Regions from separate parts of the Capsicum annuum genome. Here region 2 is linked to region 1. A link is a contact called in public Hi-C data. All regions are on one chromosome and are shown on one strand. The core of a region is the stretch at or near the end of the contact, and the rest is flanking DNA. Distances in the headings are between cores, read along the strand shown.

The links. A called contact is a pair of places that touch in the nucleus more often than the background predicts.
Region 2: a contact with region 1 is called in a Hi-C map of leaf, with 2.4 times the contacts expected there. The contact joins the enhancer-like site here to the promoter of LOC107877805 in region 1. A contact is called at or near these places in 2 of 5 Hi-C or Micro-C datasets (bud and leaf).

What each region holds. Positions count from the first base shown.
Region 1 is chr7:163,957,902-163,963,611 of UCD10Xv1.1, reverse strand. LOC107877805 (pentatricopeptide repeat-containing protein At1g71210, mitochondrial) reads left to right here and starts at 3,178. Exons shown (of 3, transcript XM_047415281.1): 1 at 3,178-5,710. The coding sequence starts at 3,382.
Region 2 is chr7:164,100,920-164,106,629 of UCD10Xv1.1, reverse strand. LOC107877804 (myosin-17) reads left to right here. Exons shown (of 39, transcript XM_016724529.2): 32 at 925-1,062; 33 at 1,150-1,220; 34 at 1,342-1,441; 35 at 1,515-1,571; 36 at 1,663-1,719; 37 at 1,872-1,952; 38 at 2,085-2,167; 39 at 2,265-2,854. The coding sequence ends at 2,388. Among protein-coding and RNA genes, the nearest start is that of LOC107877804, 26 kb to the left of the region's middle. Within about 2 kb of position 3,634, at least 5 of the 5 cell types and tissues checked have an H3K27ac peak or open chromatin away from gene starts, as enhancers often do. A contact at or near this core is called in bud and leaf, where this site is marked.

The sequences.
Region 1 (5,710 bases), core at 1,929-4,428:
CGACTTTCATATAAAGAACTTTTTTTCTTGTTGGAAATGATTTGCTGATTTCACGCATCCTCTTCATTCATCTTCTTCTGGGTTTGCTTGGGTCAACATATAGAGGAGGTATTTATCTTTCCATAATCTCTAAAGGACCAATTCAAGAATCTTTAGGAGGCACCAAAGTAATATCCTCATAATATGTAATTATGTATTTTTTTCACTGAATAATATGGAGATGAGTACTCATAATCTGATTTTCAAATTGTGCACCATATTGGGCTCAAAGCATTGTCATAGCATATGGACAATGTATTTTATCCAAGTCAAAACTCTACATGTGCAAGTTCTTCTTTAAAAATCAACCGTGGCAACATCACCATGATCTTTGATACTGAATTTGTAATTGGCTATTTGTTGAGTCAATAACTTATTACCTGAATTGATGTACTTTAATATTTGTTTTTCCATTTAAGGAACAAGTTGTCTAGTGAGTTGACTAACTCCATATGCCTCACGTGAAATAATTTTGCTAACCTCATATTTATCTCGTCAAATAGAGCGACAATGAAAAATTCTCTTTCAAGTCAAAACTCTACATGTGCCTCATACAACAACCATAATGAGCTGAAGAGTAGACAATGGAAATCATCTTTATGATACTTGGATGTCTATTAGTAATTATACGCAACTCATCGATATCATCTACATAGCTTCTCATTTATTCAACATATTGATATGAGGCATCACATTTCTTGTCTACTACACAAAAAGCTACTGAAAAGATGTGATTTTCTGCATCTTGTGGCACTGTCGATAACAAAACTCCTTCATACTTGCTCCTCAAGAATATTTCATCGACAATTATGACTTTTTTTATTGAATACCAAGAATCCAAGCCTCATAGGGTATAAAAAAGTACTTGAACCTTTTATTTTCATCAACCTATAATACTGGCTTACTTCTAGAATTTACAGGCTCAAGCATATAATGGTACACATTAAGTATTGCATACCTATGCTCATGTATTTTCCTAATCAAAGACTTTGTAATCTCCATGCCCTTATAAATCTTCTAATAACTCACTTTACAACCTATTTCATTACAGAGTTGATTGATCATATATCTTGTAGACGGGCCTTTGCCTTTAGGAAAACTTATTTTGAAGTATTTACCGATGATCTTTGTTGTGGCGTGCAGCTTATGTCTCGTAATATGGTCTGAACCATATGTGTGTTACTTTTCATAAGTTCTAATGTAGAATCTTTCAGAACTTATGAATTTCACAGCCCTCAGCCACCACTTGCACTTCGAATGTGCACATCTAACAATACATACTATATAAATTAATCACCTTCTTGAGTTTGAAATCTTTTTTCAAGCAAGCAATATTCTATGAAGTGACTAGTTCTTCCTGGTTCTTGAATGTCAATCCCTTGAAAAAATCTATTTCATCATCTTGAAGATTGCTCAACTGTGTTGATTAAGAACTACCTACTGTATTGCTCATATAACTGGTGTAGGTGTTTGGTCCTCCTCCACTTCATCTCCACTCCAATCATCTAAAATATTTATGTCCATACCATCCAATTCATGGGTTAACATACCTTGTTGGTCTTGTTCTATATTCTAATTCTCTATCGATTTTTCTACTATGTATACCCTTAAAATGGGATTAGCTACATCACTCGGATAAGCACATAAATGAACATGATCGCTTATCATAAAAGATCTTAAAAGGTAGGACTCTATATTTTTCAAAAGAGTTGTGCATGTGACTGATGACAAAATCTTTCAATTGGCTATTTAATCCACAACAGCTGATGATTAAGTTCACAAAATCATCATACAAAATATTTCTTTAGACTGTTATCACTATCCTCTAACATTTCACCATCCTTTCAATGCCAAATAAATCAATTGTTTTTCTTGATTCATCATGACAATCAACTCCTATTGTTATTGATTCCTCCATTAATGGTACTTAAAGAAATTTGTTAAAAAGGTTAATAAAGATAGTATAGTAAAATTACTAATGATAATATAGTATAAATAAATAATAATACTATAGTATATACAATACCAAAATTATACGCATTATCATTATCATTGTCCTAATAGATGACTCATCTATTGAATTTAGCTTCTGCTTCTATACCAATATTGTCACCTGTTGTAACATGAATCCAACAGAGCAACAAATGACACATATGTTGCAATAGATGACTCATCTGTTAGATACATATTCACAATCTTAATCCAACAGGTAAGTCATCTTTTGCAACAAATGACTTTGGACTAGCTTTGTCAGCTGTTGTAAGACGAATCCAACAGATGAATTATCTGTTGCAATAAATGACTCACCTATTGCAACAAATAAGACATATGTTGCAATAGATAACTTACCTGTTGGATTTATATTTAGATTCAGTAACTTAATCCAACAGGTAGGTCATCTGCTGCAACAAATAAACAGATGAGTTATCTGTTGCAACATATGACTTATCTGTTGGAACTACTTTAACAGTAGTAGAAACTATCCAACAACTGTTATAAATGAATACAACAACTGTTAGATAAGCTATTGAAAATTGTTGAAGAAATTGAACTAAAAATCATTGTTTTACTTACCAAAATTACCTATGAAGTAATGCTAGTGATATACAAATAAAATTTGATCTAGTAGTAGCAGTAGTGGCAACAACAACAACGGCATGACAAACAGTAGAAGAAGATGATGAACAAGATGATGATGAAGAAGAAAAACAGCAGCAACAATGAACAACAATGGAGAAATGCACCAAAAGCGAAGAGAGAGAAAACAAGAGTAGCAAGTGCATTTTCCCCTCCATTTTTAGTTATTAGGATTTCATATTACTCTAAAATGTAAAATAAAAAACATGAGTGCAATTTTCACACATAAGTCAAAACTTTTTATTTCATCACTTAATTTTTTGTCACTCTACTTAAGTCACCTATGCTGATTTTGAAATTTTTTAGTCACTCTTAATTCTTTACCCCATGTATCGTATATTTTGGAGCGATAGAGAATTATTTTAAGGAACTAAAATTTTAGATAATAATAAGTTTAGTATTAAGTAATTTTTTTCAAAATTAAAACATTAAAATTGAGGGTAAAAATCAAACACCATTCGGGTAAAAATGATGTCCAAATTGGCCCTAAAGGCAAATTCCATACATTTTTGGAAAATGAAATAGATTGCACATAATCTCAAAAGTAATGAGAAAAATACGAGGAATAGTAGGGTAATATTTTGACAGTGCCGCCGATCTACTGGGCTTGCTATCTCCATGGGAGCTTCATGAAACTAGCTTTATCAACTTCATCGCTACTATCACAATCACAATCTTAGATTGAGAAATAGTGAAACATCAAAAATGTTGCTGACAATCAGACAGGCCAGGCAGAAAACTAGAACCCTCTTTAACCGTCCTCCATATGCCAAATCCATCACCGACAAGAATACCCTTTTTTTCTATCTATATTACTCCACCAATACTCCTCCTACCACAAAGCCAATCCCTGCATATCCATATCCCTTCTTAACTCCACTTTCTTCTAATGCTTTATTAGCTTTCCAATTGCAGCCCAAAGATGTCGTTTTATCATTTAAAGAGTGGTTTGCGACCAGAAAAAACCCCATTTTTGATCGGATCTTTGAGATATTACGCACCCAAGATGATATTACAGCTGATATTGCATTGTCTCGATTCAACCTTAGACTCTCCGAGGCGTTGGTTCTTCACGTGTTGAATTATGAGAAGAACAAGGATGTTTTGTCGTGTTTGAAATTTTTCGATTGGGCGGGTCGACAACCGGGTTTTCATCATACTCGTTCTACTTTTTATGCCATTTTCCAGATTTTATCGAAAGCTAAGTTGATGTCATTGATGGTTGAGTTCTTGGATAATTATATGAAGCAAAGGTATTTCCATAAAGATCATTTTTACAGTACTCTGGTAATTGGGTATGCGATGGCAGGCAAGCCCGAGCTTGCACTCCAACTGTTTGGTAGAATGCGGTTTCAGGGTGTCGATTTGGATGCATTTGCTTATCATGTTTTACTTAATGCTTTGGCGGAGGATGGTTTCTATGATGGTTTTGAGATGGTTTTGAAGCAGATTAAATTTAGAGGGTTCGAGGGTGAGATAACACATGCGATATTTGTTAAGAGTCTTTGCCAGCAAATGGAGCTCGATAGAGCTGAGGAGTATCTTAGAGGGTTGTTGAGAAATGGAGGGGTAGGATTGAGTGGGATTGTGGTGGCTAATCTTGTTGATGCTTTATGTAAAAATAAGCAGTTCACAAGAGCTGCAAGTTTGGTGCAGGATTTTAGAGAGTCTGGTTTGGTTCCAATGGAACAGGCATATGGTGTGTGGATTAAGGATCTTGCCCAGGCTGGGGATCTAAGTGAGGCACTTGAATTTTTGAAAGGCAAGAAACTGGCTGATGGGTATGTTCCTGATGTTTTTCGCTATAACAGCTTAGTGTATCGGCTTTTAAGAGAAAACAGGCTAGAGGAGGTTTATGACTTGTTAATGGACATGAAGGATCAAGATATAATACCTGATGATGTTACCATGAATGTAACTTTGTGCTTCTTCTGTAAGGTGGGGATGGCAGATGTTGCCCTGGAGTTGTATGTTTCGAGAGCAGAATTTGGCCTCTCTGTAAGTAGTATGACCTATAACTATCTTATAAATACTCTATTAGGTGATGCAAGTGTTGATGAAGCGTATATCGTGTTGAAGAATGCCATTCAACAGGGTCATTTCCCTGGCAGGAGGATATTTTCAATTATTGCTGATGCTCTTTGCCGAGAAGGGAAGCTTGATAGAGTGAAAGAGTTAGTTCTTGCTTCTCTAGACCAGAATTGCATGCCCAGTGACTCAACCTTTAACAAGTTCATATCAGCCTTATGTAGGGCCAGCAGGGTGGAAGATGCATTCTTGGTACATGGAGAGCTCAGCAGATTGGACAAGGTTACTAGCAAGACTACTTATTTTGACTTGATTGATGGCTTTAACAAGTCAAGTAGGGGAGATATTGCATCGAGATTGTTAATGGAAATGCAAGAAAAAGGTTATAGTCCAGACCGGCGATTATACAGGGAGGTTATTTGCTGTTTATGTCAAATGGATGATCCAGAAAAGTTATTTTACAGTTTATTAGAGGTTCAGTTGTCTCGGCGAGAACCTAATTGCCCTGTTTATAATTACTTCATTGATGGAGCTGGTCATGCTGGAAAACCTGACCTGGCCAGAGGTGTATATGAAATGATGAAGAGGAATGGTATCACACCAGATTTGCATTCTGACATTTTAATGTTGCAAAGTTACTTAAAAGCTGGAAAAATTGTTGATGCTTTTAATTTCTTCCGTGACTTGTCCAATATAAGAAGTCTAGGAAGAAAACTTTGGAACACCATGATTGTTGGGCTTTGTAAAGCTAACAAGCCCGAAAATGCATGGAACATGTTCTGGGAGATGAGGTCAACTCATTTGAAGCCAAGTATGGAATGTTACGAGGAACTTGTTAAATTGCTTTGCTCACGGAGAGATTATTATAAGGCTATTCTTCTGGTCGAAGACTTGATGCAAGTTGGTCGTCGAGTTTCATCCTTCATTGGCAATTTACTTTTGTTACACTCGTTACAAACTCAAAGCGTCTTTAGTGCTTGGATGCACTCAAGAGACTTGCATAATA
Region 2 (5,710 bases), core at 2,385-4,884, 140 kb before region 1:
AAACCCCAAGCTCCAAGTCTCGAAAATAGTGAAAAATCGCGAAAAAGGGGAATTTATATCACCCAGGCATAGCTTAAGCGATCACCGGGTCGCTTGAGCCGGCTATCGCTTAAGCGACACCTATGGGATACCCGCTGGCTGCACAGATGTCGCGTACGTGATGGGGAAGTCTCTTAAGCGACAGCCTCGACTGTCTGCCAGGTCGTTTAAGCGGTGCCCCAGTTGGAGACTTGGAATTCTCCAAGTCTCGGCGGACCCCTCGGATTCATCTGGAATCTCGAGAATGCAAACGAACTATGCTACCCTATCAAATTCGACGTGCCGGACTCAATGGCAATTCAGATTTTTGAAAAACGTTTTCACAAAGTTGACCCTCAAAATCCAATTTCACAATTTTTCGAACCGAGAGTTGAAATGAGATATAAAAGTCATAAAACCACACCAATCATGTTACTAATGTAAAATCGACGTTCCGGATCTGCTGGCCAAGTCCATTTTGCCATCGGACACACGTATCAATAAATGTTGACCGAAGTCAACTATAAAACCTTTATAACCACCAAAAACCACAATCTCGCACAAATCACACCAAAATGCATTGGGAACTGTGCCAATCATCATCACACCTTAAAAATACCACAAAGCAACCACGGGGAGGGATAAAATGGTCAAATCACACAGAAATAAATATTTCACAAAAATCACCAAAAATCAGGTTATTACTCTCAAAGGTGTTGGAAAGAATGGATCTTTCCAGGCTTATTACTGTGCCTTGACGCTGAACAGTTATAGAGAGACCACCTTTTCTCTTTGGGACACTATTAACTTTCTATTTTGTTCTCTCCCAATGTGATTATTTTTGCTGCCAAGAGCAAGAGGGAAGGAGTTAATTTTGTGAGATCATTATCTGCATAATGTCTGCAGGCACCAAGAACATCTCGTGCAAGTTTAGTCAAAGGAAGATCCCAAGCTAATGCTGCTGCCCAACAAGCTCTATTTGCTCATTGGCAAAGCATTGTAAAAAGTTTGAACAACTACTTGATGATGATGAAAGCCAACTATGTAAGTTCAAGATTGAGGAGTTAAATAATAGCAACAGTCATTTCGTCTCCTTGATGTTTATATGTTTCCATTGCTCCACCTGTGTAGGTTCCTCCCTTCTTAGTTCGGAAGGTTTTCACTCAAATATTCTCCTTTATCAATGTTCAACTTTTCAACAGGTAAATAGTTGCATTATTTCAAGGACTGTAAATTTGTTGTGCGTATTGTACATTAAATAGATCCCATTTCGCACATTTGCACCTTCTTATGTGTCTGTGTGTTGACATTCTTTACATTCAGTCTCCTATTGCGGCGTGAGTGTTGCTCATTTAGTAATGGAGAGTTTGTGAAAGCCGGGTTGGCTGAATTGGAACAATGGTGCTGCTATGCAACTGAAGAAGTAAGCATGTCCCACTGTATCATTTCAGTTCTTAGTGCTATTTGCCATCTTACTTCTGTATTTTCATGTCCAGTATGTAGGCTCAGCATGGGACGAGTTGAAGCACATTAGACAGGCAGTTGGATTCTTAGTAAGAACTGATTTTGTGGCTTTTTGCAAAACGAACTTTTGTGTGATCATGTGCTTTTATCTGACCATTTTTTCCTCTCAACTTCTTGCAGGTTATACATCAAAAGCCCAAAAAGGCATTGCATGAAATCACTAATGAACTTTGTCCAGTAAGGAGTCATTTTTCTATATTTCTCCTCCGTTCTTCCCATTTTTTCTGCATAAAAATTTTCTTCTTACTTTACCTATCAAAGGAAAATAACCTTTTGGACATTTCGTTTGCTGCTTTAATTTATATTTCACATGGCTATTCTTTTATTAGGTGCTTAGCATACAACAACTATATAGGATTAGCACTATGTACTGGGATGACAAATATGGAACCCACACTGTTTCTTCAGATGTAAGTTCTTGCACGGTTGCACCTACAGTTTGGATTCATACGTAGGTTTACAGTAGTTTTTGGTCTTGTTATTGTACAGTTTGCTTGGTTCCTGATTTCTCTGTTGGTTTTCTGCTTGGCTTTAAATGATAGGTTATTTCATGTATGAGAGTTATGATGCAAGAGGACTCCAATAATGCTGTTAGCAGTTCCTTTTTGTTGGATGATGACTCGAGGTATCGTTTATTAAATAACTCATTGTCAATCTTTGCCATACATGTACCTTTAACTGAGCACCTCAAATTCAGAATCTTTTCTTAAATTATGATGCAGCATTCCCTTCTCTGTGGATGACATCTCCAAAACGATGCAACAAGTAGACATAGCTGATGTTGAACCTCCTCCATTAATCCGTGAGAATTCAGGATTTGTTTTCTTACATCAACGTTCTAGTTGATGGTGGTTCGAAATATACATTGCAACATGGATATTGCTGAATGTTTGCGTAGCCCCAGAGAGCTGACTCTTGCACATCAAGGAAGGTGCAGAAACCTGTGCATATAATCACATTGCTTGTTGCATTTAATGGCTGGTGTATATTTTTATACTTGCTTTTGGACAACCATAGCTGTTTGTTGTCCGGTTGCCGTTGAATTTATTCTTTTCCCTCTCCTGCTCAACTCGAGAGGTATTGTTGTTATGCCAAAAGGCTTTTAGTGTGGTCATGTGCAGGTGTAGGCAGATGCAGTGGTTTTTGTTGCTTGCCTTATTTTTGTCAGAGTTGTAAAGTCACTAAAGCTTTCAATTTTAGGTCCTTATTTGCTGTAGCTTGTAGGTGAAGTGCAGTTCAAGGTTGTGTTGTACAAGTAAAGGTTGTGTTGTACAAGAAATGTTAAAATTATCAAGGCAAAAAGTTTGCTGTCTTTTCTTCTCATTGGTGACTGATCAAACTGCAAAAAATCAGGGGGCCCATGAAGGATATGGTCCATTGAAACAACTCCAATGAACTATGGAGAAATGGATAAATGAGAGCATAGCTCCAACTTAGAAGAGCGGAAGGAGTTAATTTCACAATTATGCAAGGTTTACTTATAATACATGGCATTCTTCAAGATGTATAATTCTGAGGATCAAAATTGTGATATTAGTAAGACGATCTATCTTTAATGATGTTGGCAAAAGAAAAAAAATCTGTTTTTTCTTTGGGAACTAATCAAAGTCATAACATAATCTTCTTTTCTTATGTTTAAATTTGGCGGAAGGCCGTGAGGCCGTAGTTGTTGCGGTTTGTCATTAGGGCCCCTGTACTTGACATACTTGAACTTGATCAAAACTAAACTTTTAAAAACCTCTTAACGCTATGCGTTGTTCATTCGCCTCAATATAGTAGACATATCAGATCCACTTAAATTAATGCAATATCAACATTTACTTTTATATAAATTGACTTTTCTTAAAAACATCAGATTCATCCGTTTCCTAAAATATCAAAAATCTTTTGTTCTTTCTCAACCTTCCCATCTCTGTTCCACCAACCACCACGGTACAACCAAAAGGTATGCTCAAAATGTCCAAGACCTCTGTTTAGTCCTGACAATCTAGCTTATTACAATGCTAAAAATGGTGAATGAAGCTAAAGCTACAGTAACAAGAGCCATGAGAAGGAAGTTGTTTAATTAATGGCGGAGCACTGGACTCTGCATCAACAGTTGGTTCGTTAGCAGGCGAGTTTGAAGTTACATGTTGAATCTGAGGGATTAACTGGCGATAGATACAAGGAAATTATAATGAGTAAATATAAAGTGAAGACCAAAAAAAGAGAAATATATTAAGTGATAAGATGAAAAAAATGATGGCTAAATCGTAGGTAAACTTGACAATAGTCACCAGATAAACACCTAAACTTGGTAGAAAAGTGTCCGTAAATAATTTTTTTCAAATTGAATTTAAATCCATTAGAAATTACAATTATATTAATTCATGATATATTAGTCCAAAATAATATTGTTGACTTATGTATATTCACTTTTTAAAATCAATTACTATCTAAAATAGTATAACTTTCTTTTTATTATGGATTATAACCTACTTTTATCATTTATAACTTATTGCCTTCTTCCAGGCTTATCTTCCTCTTCACTGTCGGTCGGAGAAGCTCCGAGCTTTGACGAAGCTTGGATCGTCGATGATGTGTCGAGCTCCGACGAAGCACCGTCCGGCCAAAGAATCTCCGCCAGTGATCCTTTCGCTCTGATAACTCTCAAATTACACTCTTGAATGGGTGTAAACAATCGTTGTCAATACAATAACCCAACTTAGATTGGGGTCGAATCCACAAGGAGTGAAAGCATGGAATTCAAAACTCAAGAGTGTTGATTGTTTACTAAATGGTGACCCGTAATGTGAATGAAACAAGCATACATATAAAATGGGGGAATTAGTTTGAATGTGTTTATAATGACAACTACTTCAATTTTAGAGCACTAGCTTGACATTGAAAAATGCTAAGAGCGAATTTAATTGGGAATAGACCTTGGGGTTATGCAATTCTAGGTGTGGGTTCATGCATGGGTACTTGACACTTTATCCAACTTTAGCTAAAAGTCATGGGTAGGCTAGATGTCAATGTATTGATGTCAATTTTTCAATTACAACACCAAATTTCACAAATGGGTTTTTTCGAGCACCCCACAAGTGTGACAAGTTTGCACATCTATTACCTCAATTTGCATCCTTATGTCTAAGAGATGTCATTAAATGAGATGATTTAAGTTATTGGTTGCATTTATTCCTCACCTATATCCCCTCTTTCAAGGATGACATGTGTTCAAGGGTGGTTGGGATTTGCAACCCCCAATTCTTGATTAAATCATGAAATAAATGCAACACCCATCACAAATAACTAATTAGGAGGATAAATAGCTAACACCCATGCACTACCACAACCTAAGAAAGCATAACCCCAAAATTTAGAATTAGCTACTCCTAGACAAAAAGGGTAGAAATATACCAAAGTTATCATTGACTTCATCCATGAGAAATAAAGAGAACGTAGTTCCAAACTTGGAAATTCAATAAATCTTCAATGGAAAATCACTAATTCTTCCTTGGAAATCACTCACATATATTCTTTATTCAAGATTAGTATAATGTTCTTCTGAGATAAAAAGATGGGTGCTAAGATGAAAAGATAGAAGCTTGGATGGGAAAAGAAACCAGGTCTTGAAAAATAAGCTAAAACCCTCTTTTAAGCTCCAACTCTACATTTGTTGAAAATTACAAAATGTCACCTTGCTCTTGATCTGCTTGAGTGGTTTCAAAGCGCATGGAGAGCAGATAAGGAGCAGATGGATAACAGCTCCAAAGCAGATGCAAAGCGGGATGCAAAGTGGATGACTCGTTTCCTTCACATTTGGCCTCTTGTTGACTTGAATGACTTTTTCATCTTCCGTTTTTAAATTTCACCTACATAAATGAGCATTAAGTAAGAATTACCATCAAATCAATGAAAAACATGATAATTTAGGCTTAAAAGGTGCTAGCAAGTCGTCAAATTAAGGACTTATCAACCCCCAAACTTAAACTATTGCTTGTCCTCAAGAAACCAAGAATAAGTCAAAGAGATAGGGTATTTAACTCAAATCTACCCAGAAGAAAGCTATACTAAAGGAATAAGCTAGCATAGCTTTACAAACACTTTCCAAACATGTCATGGAAATAAGTAAACTAAAGCTTTTCAATAAGCACATATTTATGAAGCAAGGATGCAAGTTTGTATC